Linked DNA regions of Anas platyrhynchos: region 1 is linked to region 2. A link is a contact called in public Hi-C data. All regions are on one chromosome and are shown on one strand. The core of a region is the stretch at or near the end of the contact, and the rest is flanking DNA. Distances in the headings are between cores, read along the strand shown.

Region 1 (3,037 bases), core at 4-2,503, 35 kb before region 2:
AATGGGGTACACTGGCCCTCTTTGCAGGACAGGACCAGTGCACTTTCCAGCTGAAGCAGCTGAGCAATGTGCAATGTGTACCCCAGAGCTCCTGGGGCTGTGCCTGGCCCACAACTCCATGGGGTGTCATAATTCCCATAGCTCCTAAAACACCCATGCCAGGGTGCCCAGGTTGCAGGGATGAATTCAGTTTTTCTCCAGAAACATCTTTTTGTAATAGGGAGCTCGGAGGAAACAATAGTGCTGGCTGGTGCAGGAGGCACCTCGCAGAGTTTGGCCGTATCTGTGTCACATCTGCCTGTGCAGGGAGCCTGGGCTGGGAAGCTGTGGGTTTGTGTTCCTGTAGCACACAGCAACATGATACTCCCAGGGAGTGCGTAAAACATGGAAAACAGCAAGGATCCCAGAATAGGCTGGAGCTAATTGCTGACAGGAATACGTGCCAAGTTCGAGATTCTGGATTTTTATCTTCTGAGTGCTCCTGGCCCCCAGCCCAAACTACCACAGAAATTGCCCATGTCTCTGGAGGGAATGGCTCCACAGACACGGTGGAGTTGTCTCGGAGGGATGGTATTCCTCACTGCAAAAGGGATCTTCAAGGTTTCAGCAGCCTGCCCGGGCAATGCAATCAGGACATCCCAGCTCAAGGCAGGAAATATTAAGGACTGAGATGAGAATGGATCTACTGAGGTAGGAACCAGCTCCAATCCCTCAGAGCAGAGAATCGGACTGGTTCCTCAGGGTCCAACCTTCTGCCCCAGCACGGGCTGCAGGGGCTTGTCCTCTGAGTGCTTTTGGGGTGGGTGAAGGAGGATTTGAAGAGGGTTCTCAGCCACAGCACCCTGTGCCTGGCAAGGGGAGACCTGGCCCTGAGGGGACACGGCTCGTGGGGACACTGCTGATGGCAGAGATGGCACTGAAGGGGCAGCACTGCTAACGGGGGGCACACTGATGGCGTGGGGGGATGACACTGGTGTGGGGACAGCAGTGACAGGGGGACACGGCTGACTGGGTGGGCTCCACTGACGGGAAGACATGGCTGACAGGGGGACATAGTGGCTGACAGGGACATAGCGGCTGACGGGGACACAGCTCATGACAGGGCCACACGGCTGACGGGAGGCCACCAAGCCGCCTGCGGGCGACCGCACTCTGCCCACGCCAGCCCCGGGGCTGCGGGCGGGGGCTGAGGGGCGGTGCGGGGCGGTCCCCGCCGCCGTCCCCGTCCCCGTCCCCGTTGCCGGTCCCCGCCCCCGGCTCCGCGCCGCTTTGAAGCGGGCTCGGCGGCGCCCTCCCGCTCAGAGCCGGCGGCGCCCGCCATGGTGCAGCCCGAGGAGCAGGCCCGGCTCTACCCGCCGCGGCCCGAGCTGCTGCCGGCGGCTCACGTCCCCTCGCTGCCCCACTACGAGCGCCTCTACCAGCGCTCCGTGGAGGAGCCGCAGGGTGAGGGGACGGGGATGGGACCCGGGGGCTGCGGCCTCGGTGAGGGGGGAGCGGGAGGGGGCGGCCGCGCTGCGGTCCGGTTGTTTTTAACATCGGGCTCCGGCGTTGCAGAGTTCTGGGGCGACATCGCCAAGGAGTTCTACTGGAAGCGCCAGCACCCGGGGCCCTTCCTCAAGTACAACTTCGATGTGACCAAGGGGAAGATCTTCATCGAGTGGATGAAGGGGGCGACGACCAACATCTGCTACAACCTCCTGGATAGGAATGTCGGCGAGAAGAAGCTCGGCGACAAGGTCGCTTTTTACTGGTAAATGCCCGTTTTTATTGTGATGTGGGACGTGTGTGAGCATAACGCAGGAGCGTGCAACCGGTGTGGATTGCTGTCGAGGTGAATTAAAACACGATAAAACCTGAGAGGCTTTAATCTTGGCACAGGTACAGCAGGTGTTTGCTCGCTGGTGTGGCCGAGCTGCACTGCCCAGCATGGGGTGGTGCCGGGGGGCTCCCGGCTGTCCCTGCTGCGAGCCACCGGGTGCGCTCCTGGCAGGTGCCACAACGCCCCTGGGCAGTGGGAAGACAGGGGTGGAAGAAACAGGGTGAGGAACAGCCAACATCCACAGTCAGAAAGCAAATTAAGCCTGTTGCTGTGTTCTGTGGGTCTGGCAGGCTTCCATTCCTGTGGCAGAAAGGCACTTTCCCAAACCTTCTGTATTGACTCCTTGCACTCGAGCACATGTGATGTGATGCTGTCCAAAAGGCTGGCTTTTCAGACCTTACCTTCGGGAAGAAAAGTTAACTTCCAGGCTTATCTGAAACATGCTTGTATTTTTTTCTACCCCCCGGAGTAGTTCATAGTTTGAAAAGCTCTGCAGAGCTGAATTTTTCATATTGATACCAAACAAGCTTCTCTAGTGATATGTGAGATCTAGAACCACTGCTCCACTGCAGGAGGAGCTCAGCTGGCATCACAGCTGTGCACCCAGGTTGAGAGCAGTGCTTTGCCCACCCCTGTTTGGCTGCTCCCTCCAATTAGTGTGTGTTTACTCTGCATCCGTGTTTCCCCGACTGCATGGGGCAGTGCAGAATCAAAATGAAGCATATGCAGCTTGTTAGGATGCAGTAATTTGGGTTAATCTGAGTCCCTTCAGAGAGGCTTCTGTGGAAGTCTTACCCTCGCTGAAGCAAAAAGCACCAGGTGCTGTAACAGTGATCAGCGGGCCTTCTCGAAGTAATTGGGTGCAGCTGAAGAGTCGTCCCCACCGTGTGTGGCTGTTACCTTCAGGTGGTTTGTGGCTACTCTACTGCAAAGAGAAACACGCTCATAAAGTGTTGTTGTGGCTGCATTTGTAAAACTGGGTTTGTGAAAGCTGTTTCTATCCATCCAACCGCTGCTTCAGCGAAAGAAAATTGCACTTACTGCCCAGCAAATAATCCTAGTGATGACAGTACACAGGTGAAATGGTGGGAAGTATTTACTTCCCTGCTAGTCAAACACATGTGCCAGCTCACTCAGCTGTAAAAATGACTTCAACTTCTGAATGAAAACACCTTTGTAAACTCATTCTGGTAAAGGTGTGGCAGCAAACAGCACCAT
Region 2 (3,109 bases), core at 502-3,001:
AGGGGCCGGGGACAGGCAGAGCTGGTCTCAGCCTTTGCCGTGGCAAGCAGCAGGGCAGCAGGAGGGGAGACACAAGGGGCCTCGAGTCCCACAGCTGAAGCTGCTCCTGGCTCCTCCACCTTCCTCCTCCCCTTCCCTGGGCTTTGGGTTTTGGTGCCTGCAAACAGTGCAGCAGGAACCCGGGGCCAGCACAAATTTGGGGCAGGGCAGGGCAGGGCCACGCTCCGGCCCTGCACAGACCCTGAGGGGACACCCCAACCCCCTGCACAGCCCAGGGCCGACCCCAGCCCGTCCCCTGGTGAGTGCACCCCGAGGAAAGCAGCTCGGCCCCGCGGGCAGCGCAGCAGCGGGGCGCTCACACCAGGTAGGGGGTGTCCAGCACGGCCACCCCGGCCGCCACCCCGCCGTCCGCGTGCTCCACGGCCTTCGTCCGCAGGAGGTGGCCGGCCGCCTCGTTCATCACCAGCTCCTTGCCCTGCCTGCGGAGAGAAGGGCAGCTGGGCAGCACTGGAGCAGAAAGCCCGCGGCCTTTCCACCACCCGGGACAGTTTGAGCCCTGTTCCTGTTCCTGGCTGGGGCGCTGACATAAACTCACCTGACATAAACGCCAAAGATCCCAAGCTCTGAGACGCACTCGGATGCTTTTAGGGGACTGTGAGCCCTCAGCAAGTAATTCCTTGTTGGCTGGGGCTGGATCTTATCCATCAGGATGTAGGAGGTTCTCTCAGGGCTGTCTTTGATCTTCTCCAGCACCTGCCTGAGCTCCTCGCCATAGAGGTTGTTCCCTGAGCACAGGATGGGCAGGTCAGGAGCTTCCCAGCGCAGAAACCGTTTGCCCCAGCAGCCCGAGCAGATGCAGCGCTGCCCGTGATTCCCCCAGCTCTGGGACCTGGAGCTCCCTCAGCACCATGACCTGTCCCCGTGGCCAAAGCAGCTCCACGCTGAGCCCTGAGCCACACCAAGGCCCCCCTGCAGCTCCTACCTCCGCCTTCCCGCTGCGGCTTCAGCACAAACTGGTCGGGGTTGGCGATAGCCGTAGCAGCTATCTTGTCACCCTCCTCACCCTGGCAGGAAAGAAAGCAACAGCAACACATCAGGGAGGAGCAGGAGCTCCTCGATGGGCTGCTGTGAGCAGGATAACCAGGGTCCCGAGGCCACAGCGAGGCCCCCTCGTGTTTCTAACCAAGGAGGAGCACCACACATGCCAAGAGCGCGCCCGCACCCTCACTCCCACCCCACTCACCACATCCAGTGAGTAGAGCCCGGCGAACGTGGCTCGGATGCGAGCAATGGCCTCGGTGCGGCCGGGCAGCAGCTTCTCCAGGGTCCCCGGGCGGCTCAGCTCCTGCTGCACCTTCTTGGTGCCGGCCAGCTGGGTGGCGATGTCGGGGCACTTCACTGCCCTCGACCTCTCCAGCAGCAACCGCGCCTCCCAGTTCTGAGAGAGAGGGAGAGCGACCGGCCCATCACAGCCAGGTTCTCTCTCCCTTGCTCTTCATTTTTTGACAGGCACCAGCCCTGCCTGGCAGGGACGGGAATGGCATGGGGAGAGAGGCACACGTGGGCCTGCCACTGCCCCGGGGAGCAGCACAGCCAGGCTGCCCCGTTGCCTTCCCCTGCACTCCCCTCCCCAGCATTTTCAGCCAACAGCACCATCTGCCCTGTGTCATTACCACCTGCAGCCAACAGTCCTAGTGCATAGTTTAGGGCAGAAAATTATTTGTAGTTCAAGCCTAAATGCTTTAAGCAGGCACTAATCAATGTTAACCCGTATCACACAGCCACAGCTCGGTGCTGCAGACAGGGGGTGACCACACGAGTGGTGACTGGAGAAACCCACTCCTTTTTCTTATTACAGGAGCACTGCACGAGCAGCAAAGATGTGTCAGCTTCCCAAAGCCGCTTGGATGGGCCTGACCCACCCGGGACAGGACCACAGGGTGTTTCAAACCCTCTGGCACTGCCACAGAGCTTCTGGGAGCGAGCAGTGGGTGCTGACCTGCTGATTGTAGTTTGTCGGCACGTAGCCCTCTCTGTAGTACACCACTGCTACCTCCTGGCCATCCCTGGAACAGAAAGCAGCAGCCATCAGAGCCAGCAGCCACCAAGGGGGCTGCCAGGGCTCGGATGGCGATCGCCCCTTCTGCTTGGCCTCCCGAGCTGCTCTGCTCCTCCTCGAGAGCGCCTGCGGCACGGGGAGCTGGCACCAGGCCTCTGCCCTAACCAACGTCCCGGTAACTCAGGCAGCCAACCCAGGAGGGAGGCAAGAACCTCATTTTTTAGTAGCCTTGCATTCCTGCAGCTGGGGAGGAAGGGGATCCTTCCTGGCTGGCGATTCCAGGCAGGACACAGCAACCTGCCCCAGAGCAGCCGCAGTGCCACGCACCGAGCCGCAGCAGCGGAGCGCGGGCAGGGAAGGCAGCACGGACACTGCCGCGGGCAGGCAGCACGCCGTAACCGCCTCCGCAGCCAGGCAGGATGCTCTGCAGGAAGCGTCTGCAGATACTTTCCCCTTAACTGTCTGGCGATGACAAACGCTCAGTAGTTAAACATGGCAGAGGTGCCAAAGGTCAGAGCATGGAAAAATAAAATTAAAAAATCAGCTAACAAGAGGAAAAACATGGGCAGGCAACCAATGCGCCTCGTGCGGCTCCAAGCACAACAGCCTGGGAACGGGACGAGCGATGAGCCTGGGATCAGCTGCAGGCACGGACGAGACCCTGAGGGCGCTCAGAGCCAAGGGAGGCCGCAAGGACTCGCGGGACTTCACTTCCTCTGCACGGGTAACCCAGCCCTGCCGCCCGCACGGCATCACGTGGAGGCTCAGCAGGAAGCATCCCGGTGGAAACCTCTGCAAGAGCCAGGGTTTCTCCCTGCATGTGTACGTGGGGGGAGAGGGGAGCACGCGGAGCTCAGGAGGCTGTGGTTTGGAGGAGGGAAATGGGGTTTCCAGCTGTAAGGGACTGATGGGTGTGTGCAAAATCCTAGCACAGCAAAAACAAAATCGTTTCAGCTCTAAGGGGAATTAGCGGCAGCAGCCTGGAGCAGCAGCACATCTCACAATGCCACTATTTACACCCAGAACTGTCACCAACACTGCCAGGCACAA

The links. A called contact is a pair of places that touch in the nucleus more often than the background predicts.
Region 1: a contact with region 2 is called in a Hi-C map of liver, with 3 times the contacts expected there. The contact joins the promoter of ACSS2 here to the enhancer-like site in region 2. A contact is called at or near these places in 2 of 8 Hi-C or Micro-C datasets (liver and subcutaneous adipose tissue).

Annotation. Positions count from the first base shown.
Region 1 is chr21:6,078,696-6,081,732 of IASCAAS_PekinDuck_T2T, reverse strand. ACSS2 (acyl-CoA synthetase short chain family member 2) reads left to right here and starts at 1,253. Exons shown (of 19, transcript XM_027442829.3): 1 at 1,253-1,443; 2 at 1,555-1,750. The coding sequence starts at 1,320.
Region 2 is chr21:6,044,488-6,047,596 of IASCAAS_PekinDuck_T2T, reverse strand. It overlaps GSS (glutathione synthetase), which reads right to left. Exons shown (of 12, transcript XM_027442832.3): 8 at 2,000-2,066; 9 at 1,244-1,438; 10 at 983-1,064; 11 at 596-785; 12 at 1-479. The coding sequence ends at 356. Among named protein-coding and RNA genes, the nearest start is that of GSS, 4.2 kb to the right of the region's middle. Within about 2 kb of position 1,751, at least 1 of the 8 cell types and tissues checked has an H3K27ac peak or open chromatin away from gene starts, as enhancers often do.